2 separate regions of the Mus musculus genome follow, and region 1 is linked to region 2. A link is a contact called in public Hi-C data. All regions are on one chromosome and are shown on one strand. Each heading gives the region's core, a stretch centred on a gene start, on an enhancer-like site or on the middle of the called end of the contact. The rest is flanking DNA. Distances are from core to core; before and after follow the strand shown.

What was found. Hi-C and Micro-C count contacts between places; a contact is called where the count stands out from the background.
Region 1: a Hi-C map of uterus shows a contact between it and region 2, with 3 times the contacts expected there. The contact joins two enhancer-like sites. A contact is called at or near these places in 1 of 484 Hi-C or Micro-C datasets (uterus) and 1 of 9 other capture datasets (embryonic stem cells).

Annotation. Positions count from the first base shown.
Region 1 is chr13:101,426,731-101,430,602 of GRCm38.p6, forward strand. No RefSeq gene overlaps it. Among named protein-coding and RNA genes, the nearest start is that of 4922502H24Rik, 31 kb to the left of the region's middle. Within about 2 kb of position 1,256, at least 38 of the 459 cell types and tissues checked have an H3K27ac peak or open chromatin away from gene starts, as enhancers often do. A contact at or near this core is called in uterus, where this site is marked.
Region 2 is chr13:100,858,143-100,861,890 of GRCm38.p6, forward strand. No RefSeq gene overlaps it. Among named protein-coding and RNA genes, the nearest start is that of Gm41040, 3.8 kb to the right of the region's middle. Within about 2 kb of position 1,734, at least 14 of the 459 cell types and tissues checked have an H3K27ac peak or open chromatin away from gene starts, as enhancers often do. A contact at or near this core is called in uterus, where this site is marked.

The DNA of each region.
Region 1 (3,872 bases), core at 6-2,505, 570 kb after region 2:
CCTGAAAACTGAAAGGGCCTTTTATGTCTCTGATAGATGGTTTGGCAAACATTTTCCTTTGGAATCACAGCCTACCTTACTTGCCTTCTGCTAATCCCCTCTCCCCACACTGAAACACGTTGTGTCTCCTGGCAACAGGGCTGGAGGAGGAATGGATGGTTGTCTCCTAAAGGGGGAATGTTTTAGAGGTCACTTCTGGGTCCCTGTCCTGGCCTTGCCCTTAATTAATCTAGCTGCTAGTTGGAAATCACCTTTCGACCCTGATATAGCTGTCTCTTGTGAGACTAAGCCAGTGCCTGGTAAACACAGAAGTGGATGCTCACAGTCAGCTATTGGATGGATCACAGGGCCCCCAATGGAGGAGCTAGAGAAAGTACCCAAGGAGCTAAAGGGGTCTGCAACCCTATAGGTGGAACAACAATATGAACTAACCAGTACCCCTGGAGCCCGTGTCTCTAGCTGCATGTGTAGCAGAAGATGGCCTAGTCAGCCAACATTGGGCCTTGATCTTGCAAACTTTATATGCCTCAGTACAGGGGAACACCAGGTTCAAGAAGTGGGAGTGGTGGTGGGGTATGGAGGACTTTTGGGATAGCATTTGAAATGTAAATGAAGAAAATACCTAATTAAACAAAATTTGGAAATGGAAAACAAAACAAAACAAACCAAACAAACAAACCAAACAAACAAACAAACAAAATCACTTTTCATCCTTGAGCCTCAGTTTCTGAGCGCAGAAATTCACTATGGGAGCCGAGTGGAGCGAGCACGTGAGCAAGACAAGGTTGGGCTGCTTTGTCTACCCATCAACATTGGGATTCTATCTTCCCTACTACTGCCTCTGTGCTTTCCTTCGTCCTCCTCACACCAACCACAACCTTGGTGCTGTCAGAGATCAGCCAAAGCGGCCTTTGGCAGCCTGGGGCAGACATACTGCTGCCATTATGAGTAGGGGAAAATGGTAACTAAACTTCTTCCCCTTGTTTGCTCTACCTTCCATGATTCATCACAATGTCCACTTCCCCCTTCTACAGATCTCCCACCCCTTTCCACCCACAAATCCATCCAAAAAAAAAAAAAAAAAAACCCTTCTGCCTGGAGGGGAATTCAAGACTTATTTCTTTAATGGTCAGAATTGTGCTGGGTCAAGGCTTTTAACTGTGTATTTAATTAGTCATCTGTACGCATGCAACTCAAAGGCGTTCAGCTGTGCCTTTTTATAGGATTAATAAAGCCGGTTGTAAATCACCTCTGCAGCCCATAAAAGTATTTATAGCAGCTTTTCTCTCCCCCTGCCATTACAGAAGCTCTGTTTGAACTAGCTGAGGTTTGCACGGGGATAGTTCTACCCAGTTCTAGAAGGAAAGCGTTAACAATCCTTTCCTGGCAAACCACAACTTCATCATTAGGCAACGTAGAATGTACTGGAATGTTAAGCTCCAACAAGGACATTCCAGGGTGTGATTGCCAACAGCAAGCCTTCTGTGTTAATGAAAAATCAAAATACAAAAAAAGCCAGTCAACTACAAGCACAAAACCTTCAGTGGAACTTGAGAAATGGGACCAGAGTTGGGAATCTATGGCTTCCTGACTTCCATAAACCGTAACGGGATTTGGCAAGCTCTTCCCCAAGCCCATGCATTCACAGTGGCCAAACACCTATGCAGTCCCCACAGCCAAGTCCATGCTATCACTCAGTCTGCGGAGAAACAAGCAACCTTTGTCTGATGGGCATTCAGAGCCTTTGCAGGTGAAATGAACATTACCAAAAAAACCTGTCTCTTGTGTCAGCTTGTGAAGGCTTATTTCTCATACCACCTTTTTCTGCCCAGAAAGAAACAATCTCAGTTCTTAAGAGACAACTAGCCTCATGCCATCTCCCCAATTCCTTTTCTCTGCATGGCCCACTTGACTTCAACCCCCCCCCCCCCACACACACACACTGAATGTCACAGCATTGATTAGACGTTGACTTCAGAAGTCACTTGTTGCTTTGAGGCTACCCAGGGCAGAAGCAGCCATAAGTTTTGGGTTTGCAGATACATGTTCTAAAATCTTGCCGTTTGCCTCTTTTCTTCACGGGATTAACTGTCTGATGATTGGCAAGCTCTCGGCTGAAAGAAGAGCGGTGGAGAAAAGAGAAAAGAAACAGGATGTGCAGGCGACCATACCCCCGGAATGAAGATAAGCTGCACCAGGTGGTTCAGGAACCAATTGCAGAGATAGGTTTGCACTTGGCTGAAGATTGATTGGGACTTCCTCACAGACATAGAGGGTTCCCTATGTCACTGGCTATCTGGGGCCAGCCACTGTGTCCCTGTAGTGGCTCCTAGTGCTTATAAACTTCAGGGACACCTAGGCTGTCGCTTGGAGTCCTGTGGGATTTTTTGTATGTATTAAAGAGGAAAGTACTGGACCAGCTGTGCTAATGGAAAAGAGGCACAGGGGCCCTGCCCCTTGATATTGGCCCCAGGGTAGATGTGACTGGGATCTAGTTCATTGACTCTTGAGACTTTAGTCTTGGAGGCTGCCTTGAGTCTCTTTACATTTTATGGGTTGCCTCCTCTATGGCTTTTTCTTCTCCTCCTCTTCTTCCTCCTCCTCCTCCTCCTCCTCCTCCTGTTGCTCCTTCTCTCCCCCACTCCCTTCTTTCCTATTCCTCTTCTCTCCCATCTTCTTCATTTTCTTCCTTCCTTTTGGAAAAGATCTTTTTGGGAAAATATCTTAGATGACTTTCCCAATATCTGACCTTCAAATATCTTTTCCAGGACTGATTCTTTTTGAGAAGAGATTCATTATTATTATTATTATTATTATTATTATTATTATTATTATTTTAAAGATGGGATATCTTCTTCAAAGGATATGTAGAGAAGAAATGCAGCTTTTCCTCTGGGTATATAGTTGGGCTGTTTTAAACTATTTTTTCAGTTAATAGAGCATTTGATGCTTCCAGAAAAGACATTAGTGACAGAATCATTTGCCTGCTTTTCTCTCAGAGTTAGCCAAGAATAGAAAGCATTTTGATGTTGAAACCAAAAACTTAGTTTTATAATCATCTATCATTGAATTTTCTTTGGTTATTAATAACTTTTAACAAATTTAGTGCACTATAATTTGTATCTAATAAATGTCACCTGTTTTAACAATCCAGTGCTTTTGTCAATATACCGAGTTAGGCCGTATGCCAACCATCCAATTTTAAAGAATTCCACCCCTGCTGTGAGATCTCCTATATCCACCTCCAGTCCCAGGCAGTCACTAACTCACTTTCCAGCCTCACCTTCTTTGAGATATCTCATGTTAATGGCTCCAGTATGTACCTTTTGTGTCTGTGCTCCTTCTAGGTGAAATAATGTCTTTGTAGTTGACCATTTTATCTAAGTAGTTTACTCCTCTGTGCCGCAGAGCATGTCCTGTTCTGGTGTATGTGCCATGTGCTGCTTTTTTGTCCATTGCTGCATGAGCTCATAGAGTGTGTGCACTTTCAGGCTAATGATGCTGCTACATACATCTCTGTATAAATCTCCTTCATTCAACTGTTTTTGCATCTTTTAAATAGAATCGTGTTATTTAATTGTGAGAACTTTTTATATACTCAGGATCCACGTCCTTTAATTGCTATATATTTATATCTTTAAGGTATTTTCTTCCAGTCTGTGACTTCTCTTTTAACTTTCTTATGATACCTTATGAAAAAGAAAATGAAAATTTTGGTGAACTCCAAATTAACATTTTTTTTCTTTTTAGAGAGCACGCTTTTAGTATCATGTTTTATCCAGTTTTATTTCTTCCTCCCTTCTTTTTTTTTCCTTCCTTGTTCTGGTGTTTAGATGTAGTATGTGCTTGTATATATGTGTGAGGGTGCACAA
Region 2 (3,748 bases), core at 484-2,983:
TTGATAAGTGATGTCATTTTGAGGGGGTCACTCTGGATTTGGAGACCGTACTGTGGCCTGGTTAGTCTATGTCGCTTGCAGAACTGACAACAGTATGGATGTGATTCTCTTTTGAGTACTGAACGGGAATAAAAGCGAAGATGATATTGTCAGGCAAGTGTCCAGGTGTGTTGGAAACACTTCACTCTTCCCTCCTACGTATGAATGACAGTTGATGTAGCAGTGCGTTTAAGCCACACTGCTTTGGTTCCCAGTAGGTTGGGCTCCCAGCCACCCACCCACAGGATCTCTTTGGAGTCTCGAATGAAAGACACACCCACACATGTCAGTTAATTTATGATATGCCATGGCTAGCTCAAAGGGTGGGCACTCCTGAACCTTCCCCTGCTAGCAAACGCTCCCCTTCGGCACTCCTGAGATTCCTAAACCTTCCTCTGCTACCCAGGGCCCAATGGGGAAGTGGCCAGTGACCCCTCACCTGAATTCTTACGTGCGTGGCTGGTTGGCTTTCTCTCCTGCAGCTCTTATGTTCCACCCTTCTCCTCCAAGTCATTGTGATTCTCCCTCTCTTTCCTTTCTCCTGTTCCTAGTCCACACAAATCCAAAGGTCCCACCTCAGTCTACCTGCCTAGTCATTGGCCGTTGGCTCTCTATTGATCGATCAAAAGCCAATTGGGGACAAGAACCTTCAGCAGTTGGACACGCAGATTCCCGCTTTAGAGGGCCGGATTAACTCAAAGCATTAGGATCAATCCTCAACACGTTGATCTGAGACCTAGCTGGATATTGAGTGACTAGGGGTGGCAGGTGACTAGGTAGTATGGCTACCAGGGATAAGTTGCTTCTTGGACAGTCTAGAGCAGGATAGGGCATGCTAGTGAAAACAGCGTGCAATTAAAAACGTATACGTTCTTTATCCCTAGAGTATGTCATTTTCATATTGTTGGACCATGATTAGTGGCAGGGAACCGAGACTTCTAAAGGCAAAACCATGGGCAAGGCAGGACGATCATACTGCTACACGACGTCCACCTACACTGCAGTTCTCTCTGCTTCAGTTCTCTCTTCTGCAGTACTCAGGAAGAACCTAGTCTAGGTCCTACCAGGGGTGCTGCTGAGTGCTGACCAAGCATATCCACTGTTCACGCTGCCTCAGCATTTCTTCTGCAGTGTGTGGGGAGAACCCACTGGGATCCCCGGGCATGAGTTAGCCTATCATTCCACTTCCTGTTTTTAGGCTTTGTTTCTGGAGACGGGCTTTGTCAACTTAGTTATTAGGTATTTTCTGGGTTTCAGAGTTGCTCACGTCTCTTCTTCTTCTGCTTGCTTCTTCTTTAGTACTCTTTATTCTTATAAATTTATATACTTTTTTTTCCTCTAAGAAAATTCATCTGTTGTACAGATGGTAGATTTTGGCAAGAGGGAAAAAAAAAATAAAAGCAAGAATTTAACCCCACTGAGTTCAATTGGAGGCTTGATCATTTCTTCTTAATAACTATGCTTTTATGTGTGAAAACGTTTAAATGTTATGCTTTCATGTTAATTTCAATGCAAAGTTTTGTGAAGTTTGGCTTGATGTTGGGGTCCCTGGATCTTCAATCTCCCACCCATATCTTGGCTCCCGTCCTTAGCCGTCAAAAAGTGCATAAATAAGCCAGCTGTATACTCAGCTGTTACTCAGTGAACGGCTCAAAGCTGAAGACAGAGTCCTGCACTACTAATGCTCTGGGCTTGTGCTCACTCGTAACTAGCGTCAATCTTTGTGATCAGCTGGGCCCCTTTTCTCTCTCTTGGATGAGCATGTCTATCAAATGCTGAGTTTAAATGCTTACGTCGAGGGTGGATGGCTTTTTCTGACTTGGTAGTTTGGCTGGCTAAGGAAGGAAAAGTGATATAGGGCTAGAGAGATGGTCTAATGGTTGAGAATGCTGACTGCTCTTCCAGAGAACCTGGATTCAATCCCCTGGACCTACGTGGTGGCTCACAACTATCTGTTACTATAGTTCCAGGGGATCTGATGCCCTCTTCTGGCCTCTGTGGATACCAAGCACACATGTGGTACACAGGCATACATACATGCAGGCAGGCAGAACATCCACACACATGAAACAAAATTTAAAGAAGGAGTGTGCTGTCAGTTCTTCCAATCGTGATATGCCTTATCTGTGATTCTAAACTCCCTTTGTTCTTTCTGTGTTTGAGGTGATTTGTGGATAGCCTGTCTGAAGATTGCATTGCTATTCTTTTCCCTAGTTTCTAGGAGATTTATTTTATTTTGAGATTGTGTTTCATGTAGCCCAGGCTGGTTTTGAATTCCCGATCCTCCTGCATCTCCCTCCCGGTGCTGTATCCCAGGTGTGTCCTGTTACCCTCAGCTGTCTTGAGGTTCTTTTGGGATAACAAGCAGCACTGGGTGGCTTCTGTTTGTAACTGGAACACCACTTGCCACAACCAGGAGCTTTCCATGGATACGAGTCCTGCTGCTTTTTGTTTCTCCCCCAGTTTGAACTTTGAGGTCTTCTGTCTGATGGCTTGTGCAGCAATGTGCTCTCCAGTGGTCTTCCTCCCTGGCACAGCTGCAAGCTAAGGCTAGGTGAGGCTTGATGGCCTATGTACCCAAGCTGTCATCAACCTACCCCTTTCTGCTTTACCTTTCTCAAACGGTCCTTTAAGACATGCTTATCATTTAGAAGGTTTTAGCAGACCACCTAGGTTTACAAGGAATTGTGTGTTTATTCAGGAGTCCAGATGTTTATTAAATGTTTGTTTGTTTTTTCTGGACTGGAGGATTGTAGTGTAGGTTTTGTAAGGTTTGGAGTGGAGCTCTTGTGTAGTAGCAGCCAATTAATCCCTACTCAAATGCGCAGAGGTGGCGGCGCATTACTCACTACCTGCCCTAATTAATGTTCTGGGTTCCGGGATGAAAGACACAGACAGACAGACAGACACACACACCCTTATATTTTAATATGCCTTAAACAGCTCAGTGGCTGTATCACTTCCAAATCTTCACATGGCCGATGTACTTTCTGATAATCCTGACTCATCACTTACTAAAACCTCTACTCCATCTTTGCTTCCCCAATCCAGACCTGCATACTCCTGGGCCACGCTCCCCGACTCCTCCGTGATGGCTATGCTCTCTGCTCTGCACCTCTCAGGCTGATCTTTACTCTTTTCCCGGCATGGCATGGCGGCTCTCTCTTTCCTTCTGCCTCTGTCCCTTGCCGGGGAATCCTAAAAGTCCTGCCTCTGTCTCTCTGCCCAGTCATTGACCACAGGCAACTTTATTTACCAATCAAAACCAACTAGGGGCAAGACCCCCAGCGTCTTACATGAGGACACAGGTGGATTCTCGTGCAGTTTTGGGAACTCAATTACCCTACTACAAGCATTAGACCAAACCCCAACACTCTTGATTTAGCGAAGCATAGATTAAAATTTACATGCAGAAACTGGGTGTGGTTGAAGCACACCTTTAATTCCGGCACTCCAGAGGCAGAGGCAGTCGGATTTCGGGGTTCGAGGCCAGCCTGTTTTTATAGAGTCAGTTCAGGACAGCCAGGGCTACACAGAGAAACCCTGTCTCGGAAAAATAAAAAAGAAACAAAACAAAACAAGCAATCAAGCAAGCAAACAAACAAAAAAAACTTACATGAAGGAAGAAAGAAAAATATCTGCTTAGTGCTTCATAGCTTCATGAAATGACCTGCTTAGACTGAACACGGATAGGATCTGATGTTACTTC